Linked DNA regions of Mus musculus: region 2 is linked to region 1. A link is a contact called in public Hi-C data. All regions are on one chromosome and are shown on one strand. The core of a region is the stretch at or near the end of the contact, and the rest is flanking DNA. Distances in the headings are between cores, read along the strand shown.

The links. Hi-C and Micro-C count contacts between places; a contact is called where the count stands out from the background.
Region 2: a Hi-C map of the G1E-ER4 cell line shows a contact between it and region 1, with 8 times the contacts expected there. The contact joins two enhancer-like sites. A contact is called at or near these places in 1 of 15 datasets of contacts at CTCF or cohesin (the G1E-ER4 cell line) and 4 of 484 Hi-C or Micro-C datasets (the AML12 cell line and the G1E-ER4 cell line).

What each region holds. Positions count from the first base shown.
Region 1 is chr3:125,051,061-125,054,326 of GRCm38.p6, forward strand. No RefSeq gene overlaps it. Among named protein-coding and RNA genes, the nearest start is that of Ndst4, 350 kb to the right of the region's middle. Within about 2 kb of position 1,526, at least 1 of the 459 cell types and tissues checked has an H3K27ac peak or open chromatin away from gene starts, as enhancers often do. A contact at or near this core is called in the G1E-ER4 cell line, where this site is marked.
Region 2 is chr3:125,269,415-125,272,680 of GRCm38.p6, forward strand. No RefSeq gene overlaps it. Among named protein-coding and RNA genes, the nearest start is that of Ndst4, 130 kb to the right of the region's middle. Within about 2 kb of position 1,522, at least 14 of the 459 cell types and tissues checked have an H3K27ac peak or open chromatin away from gene starts, as enhancers often do. A contact at or near this core is called in the G1E-ER4 cell line, where this site is marked.

The DNA of each region.
Region 1 (3,266 bases), core at 276-2,775:
TGTCAGTAAAAGATGCAAAAGCAAGTACATTTTTTAAATCTCTTGGAGAATTAATTATTGCTTAAATGTTTTATATAACTGTTATTCTCACTGGCATGGTTTCTCTTTAACTTAAACTTTTCACTCAGAAATGCATATTTTAAATTTTCACCAATGAATACATATTTTAACTTAGAGATTAAGTCAGTAAATCAATACGTTTTCATCAACCTCCACTCTCTCATCCTAGAACTTTCAGGACATTTTCATTTGGTAAATAGAGGAAATAAAAGTGGAAACTTATTAGACCATAAATTATGAGGTTTTCTGTAATTCTGGCCCTTGGGACAAATATAGTAAAATATGCACCTAGGACAAATTTGGAATGTTCACAGAGCACTGAGGAATAATGGGTATGGCTTTAAGGAAGATGGACATGAAAATCAGTTCTGAACTTTTCTCAACAACACACTACCAGATGCCCACATATCTGCCCAATATCATTACGTCAACTTACATTTGTAAAACAAGATCTGCATTAGGGTACCAATCTTCATGATGACATTCTTCAGAAACAAGTGAAATCGTTTTGCCATGAAATAAGCATGGTTGTAAGTAGTACTTTGCAGCCTAGGTCTGATTATGTCTGTTTGCCAAGGGGAGCCAGTGAGAGGAAAGCTGGTGTTGTTGTTTTTGTTTGGCTTTATTTTCACATTGCTAATAATTTCAAAATTGCTAAATGCCCATGAAAATTTTTGCTAAAATTTTTGAGAAGCAAATTTTGCATTCATTGAGATAGTTAAAATACTTTAGAGTCACTCATATTATTTTTCAGTATTTCATAAATGCACATGTTGAAATTATAATAATACATAATGTATCATTCTATATAGGTTATAATAAGAAATGCCCATTTCAATTCAAATCAGAATAATAGGCTCTTGAATAATGAGCATGGCCAATTTAAAATGACCTTTATAGAAAATGATTTTAGGTAATCAATAGTAATTTGGGAAAATAATTCCATTTATGCCTCTCACAAGAAAATGTTCATGTTAGCCTTTATTATTTTGGCTTGCTGTAGTTACCAAGGAAATAATGTGAAAAGAATATATTTTCTTCGACAAAATGTATAATTATTGAAATTGCTGTAATTGTATTTATCATTTTAGTCTTTGGGCTTGTTTCAAAGGTAAGTAAACTGGACAAAAATATATAATTAAAACCACATAATTGTATATATGTAGGTGTTTTAATTTAAATTTTTTAAATAACACCTACTTTATGATTTTTATTGTTCTGCATCTTTTATGTATTTTAGATCCTTTCAAACCATATTAGAATTATAGAATAAACATAAATCTCATTTTAAGACATTAGAAAGTTCAAACAAGTAGTTTCAATATTTTTAATTCTCCTAGGAGGGTGTTACAGTGAAGCAACACCAGCCTGACCTATACCATCCCAATGAATGCCTCCAGATCCTGAACAGCTAGATGTTGGTCACCTAACAGTCAAAGTCACTCTCATTTCCTGTGGCTAAAGTTGCTCTGCCTGTGAGAGACTTGAATTATTAAGGAAAGCATGAATCTGCAAAGGAAACACTGATGGGTGAGAGAATAATCCAAGTGCAATAAAGAGCAAGATGGGAATGAGAAGAAGAAGGAATAGAGAGAAAATAAAATATTCAAGGAAAGTATATTAATCTCACTCTATTACTGGTTTCACTAATCCTTCAAATCATTTTCGTGATAATACTGAAATTGATTGAAAATGCTTATAAGACAGAGTTTAATAAAATTTATTAGGAAAGGAGATTCAAGCAAGAGAAAACAACGTTAAAATGATTTTTCTTTATATTCCAGAATAATTCCAGTCAATTCAGTGGAAATTCAATTCCCTGGTGAGGCCAGAGCTGCCTAACAGCATTAAACAAAGGAGCCTGAAAGTAAGTGGTTGGTCTATTACTTAAAAAAGGGGGAGGAGGGGACCAGGTGGGTGAGCAGGAGGCAGGCATTCATTCTTTGCTCGATCTCTCTTTATGGTTCTGTGAAATCAGCATCAAGTCCAGTGACATGACATATGCAGAGCTACTGCTTGCTGGCATTGACTGGTCCCTAGGCATGCTGAGTTAATCTCAAAATGTCCGTCCACTACCCTTTCACCATAGCAACAAAGTATTCTATTTTGATAAGTGGGTAGTCATGCACTAAATCTATTGCCCAGTTTCTCACATTTTAGTTATGTCCATTGCCATTTGATTTCAGCTTTCAACAGCTGGTTTTACCTATGTTTCCATATCTGTTTTTTCTTTCTTTTTCTCTTTCTTTTTCTCTTTCTTTTTCTCTTTCTTTTTCTCTTTCTTTTTCTCTTTCTTTTTCTCTTTCTTTCTTTCTTTCTTTCTTTCTTTCTTTCCTTCCTTCCTTCCTTCCTTCTTTCTTTCTTTCTTTCTTTCTTTCTTTCTTTCTTTCTATCTAGTAAAGAATGTTATGTGCATAATTCTTCTGCTTAAAAAGATGTATAGAAAATTATCTGAAAAGTTTACTGAGAATCTAAGGTCAGAGGAACTTGGAAATGTCTCATTCTGTTTTGGCCAGCATTTATTTGCTTTTCATTTTTAGTGAAAAGTTCCTTTGTGATTTTCATATTTACAATTTAGTAGTCACATTCAAAATTGTGACTCCTTTCAAGCTCAGAAACTCAATGTCATCGCTCAGAGCTGTTTGAAAGACGGTAACAGAACACACAGATTAATTGTCAGTACAACAGGCAAAATATGAAAACGAGAAGAATAAATGTTTTTGTGCAAATCATTCACTTGAGTTGTGTTTTATTCTTATAATTTGATGTGTAGGAACACAGGACCTTTGATGGCAAGTAGGTTGCATTTCCTTAGTGTGTGTTTTTTGTAAATAGATATGCTCAATATTATAAGTATATTCAGGCATTACTGTAGGAATCATGATTACATTTCTTGAAATAGACTTTATATTTTGATAAAGCAGTCACATTATGCCACCATTTCTAAGATTCTCAATATCCTTTCCTAGTAGGATAACTATAATTGCATTGTTATCTATGATTATTAAAATGTAAAAGCTTTAAAATAAAGTTAACCTCTACTATCAGTTAATTTAGCAACATTTTCATGACAAATATTATGTAAAAGCCAAGACCAAAAATGTATTGTATGATATACCTTCCACACTGGGCCTTTAGATAAAGAAGTTTCTTTCAAAAACAATAAGTGATGTTAACAAAATAGTCTACAATACTCTGACTGTGTG
Region 2 (3,266 bases), core at 272-2,771, 220 kb after region 1:
GATTTTATTTTAAGCAACTGTCATCTGAGAACTGCATATAGCTAGTCAAAGTGCCTAAGACAAATCAAGGGAAGTAAGATGCAACCCAATGATACCTCCTCCTCTAGGTTTCCTTTTGCATTAGTTTTCAAGACAATGTCAAAGGACAGTTAGGGCACCGAGGGATAGTGTATGTAAAGAAAGGACAGTTAGGGCACCGAGGGATGGTGTATGTAAAGAAAGGACAGTTAGGGCACCGAGGGATAGTGTATGCAAAGAAACAGTGCACTAACATAGGATCATCCACATGGGAGTCACTGGCTGCCTATCATATAATCAAAATTGCCTAAGAGGACAAAATCTAAAATGGTAGTAATGTAAGCAATTATGAGTCATTTTCTTAGGTTTGGAACTGAGAGTGACCTTTTAAAGTAAAATGTTCAAAACGGGAGTAATCAAGAAACCAGCTGATTTGACTAATGATATAAAGGGTGGTCTCATAAAACTCATTTGGAACACATCAAAAAGAAAGAAAAAATTCAAAACTTTTATATTGAAGCCATTCACGGAGAAACTGATATAACCCAGTCATGATGCCAGAGCAGATGCAGACTCTACAGAATTTCATGCGATGTTTGTTCTACTCTCCTAATATGAAAATGAATCATTTAATTATCTCATCATCTCTTTCTGCCACACTAGCAATTAAGAAATTTGGAAACATGAAAATATTTTGTCCTTTTGATTTAAATTCCTATGTATAGGTAGACACAGAAGGGTTCCATTAACTTTGGTGTTTGTTTATTTGTTTGTTTGTTGTTGTTGTTGCTTTTTTTTGTTTTTATCATTTCTGTTTGGCAGCATTCTGCTCTCCTCAGCCACAATGGAACAATAACTTATCTGTATAGATATGTATGTGGAAAAAAAGGATATTACTGAGTTTCCTATAATAAAAGAGGCACAGTTTGAATTCAATGTTTAGTAAGGAAGTACGATGAGAAATACAAATTTAACATACTAAATTGGAAAAAAAAATCTGATGTACATATATAGACTGTGTCAAGGAAGACATACTGACTGCACCTTCTAGACTAGAGCCCACACTGAAAATTAACTTATTAAAAATGATAACTTATTGTTACTTTTAACTATTTTATTTATCTCACTAAAGAGTATTTACCTTGTAAAAACCTCATTTCTCTCCACTATCACCCTCTAATCAGATCACTCTTTTAAAGAAGCAATATCTTCTTTTATCCTCATGGGATAATCTGCCTTGATTCAACTCTTTATCTTTGTGCCTTCCATTGCTTTCCTTGTCTCAGTCTCCATTTCTGTAAGTTTTCTTTCCTTTTTTTTTTCAATTTCAACTTGCCTTTATGGCATAATTGCTGGGCGTCACTTATCTCGTGCCTGGAGAAGCATGCCCTTATCAATACTCTTAGCTCTGCATCCCTCAACCTGCCTTCAACTTCAGTTGCTCAGCTACATCTAATCGCACCTTAACACTCCCAACTGCCTGCTTCTTATCTCACTTCTTATTGGTGACTCACCTCAAAAGTACAGAAAATTCTCCCTAGCAGATTGGGTTTAGAGAGGACCATAGGATCTGGTGTCAGCTCTAGGGAAAGTATTTGATTGAGGCGTCTACTGCAGGTTGAGCTGTACTGACCATTCTTACCGGAATCTATCATTTCCTGATTCCTTGAGACACACTAAATAGCTGCCTGCCTTCCCAGAAAGGAAGAAGAAAGGGAAATGGGCTCCGCTTTCCACTTGATTCTATTTATATTCCCAAGGCTGAACCTATCTTCCAGCCCACTATGTAGTTCAAGCACTGAGTTTTTCTAGAAGACAACGTTTTTGGGTCAGAGGTTGAATTGGTTGTAAGGAATTGAGCCAGGAGGTATAACAGGCAAACACAAACTCACACAATCTCCTATTTTCAACTCCCGAGTTTTACTTTGGCTTCTTTAATAATTTACATTCTCAGGAGCTGTGAAAGCATTCTCTTTCTTGTCAGCCATGCCCCCTGCAGGCATTTTGTTATAAATCAACAGAGAAAGAATGCTCTGTTTCTGTTCTGTTCAATTTGCTGTGACCTTGTGTGTGTGTGTGTGTGTGTGGGGGGGGGGGGGGTTGTATGCACTGAGTGCTGTGTTTAGTGAGTTTTTCACAGGGGAACTAGGTGGTATGGGTCAATATGATTCCAGTATTCCTTTGTCCTCAGGATGTTTCCATCTTTAAGAAACATGTGTGTGCAGTTTCTAAACACACCATCCGTGTAACATTCAGGAATAAATCTAAGTTTCTTTTATGTGTGTATCGCATATAATCATGGGCTTTGTGTGCATTTATTAATGGTTCTGTAAGCTAAGCACTTTGCTGTGCACAAAGATCTAAAATTCAATCCGCCCTATATCAAAATCTAAGAGCAGGGGCCAATAGGATAGGTTAGTAGCTAAAAGGACTTGTTGAACCAGCTGAAGATGCAAGTCTGACCCCTGGAACTCTGGGGTTAAAAGAAGAGAACCCACTCAAACCTTCTAATATGCACAGTGGCATGCACATACCCACAGTGGTACACTATATCATACAAAAACATACAACAATAATAAAGATTATCTAATGGTAACTATGAATGAAGTTTGGAAATAATTGCATAATCATGTTTGAAATGGCTTACAAAGTTTGTCATATTGCTATTATAAACATTTTTTTATTTAACACTTCCTCCTATAGTTAAAAAAATACTACTGATTAAATACTCAATTTAGCTGGGTTTCACTATAAACTTAAAACTTTTACATCATAACAAATTATTTAATTTGAAAACTATAATTCAGTTATACTTTCACAGTAAGGAAATGAATAATTACTAATTTTAAAGAGTGGTTTGTATTACTCAAGTGTATCATATTTTTGCTGAGAACAAATAAGCATAGACCTCAAAGAATTTCCTTCAGAAGTGAAAGGGTCCATTTAGGAAGTGAAAACCCACAAAGCTCTAATGGAATTTAAACATAGAAGAGACTCTTCCCTCCTATACTATCTTTAACGGGGACAAGGCTTTTTTTATGAAGTTAAAAGGCTTCAATAAATTCCCACAGGAAGCCAGCAGAAGGACAAAGTCATAACCGGAAGCTCCCTGCTTTATTTCTTGCTTGATTTTTTTGTAATAATGCTATATTTAACATGCTCTCCCTGCAACTTGATTCTTAGAGTAGTACGTGTCATTTTGAGTTTTAATACTGTAGGCAGTATCAGCAGAGTAAAAGATCTACCTG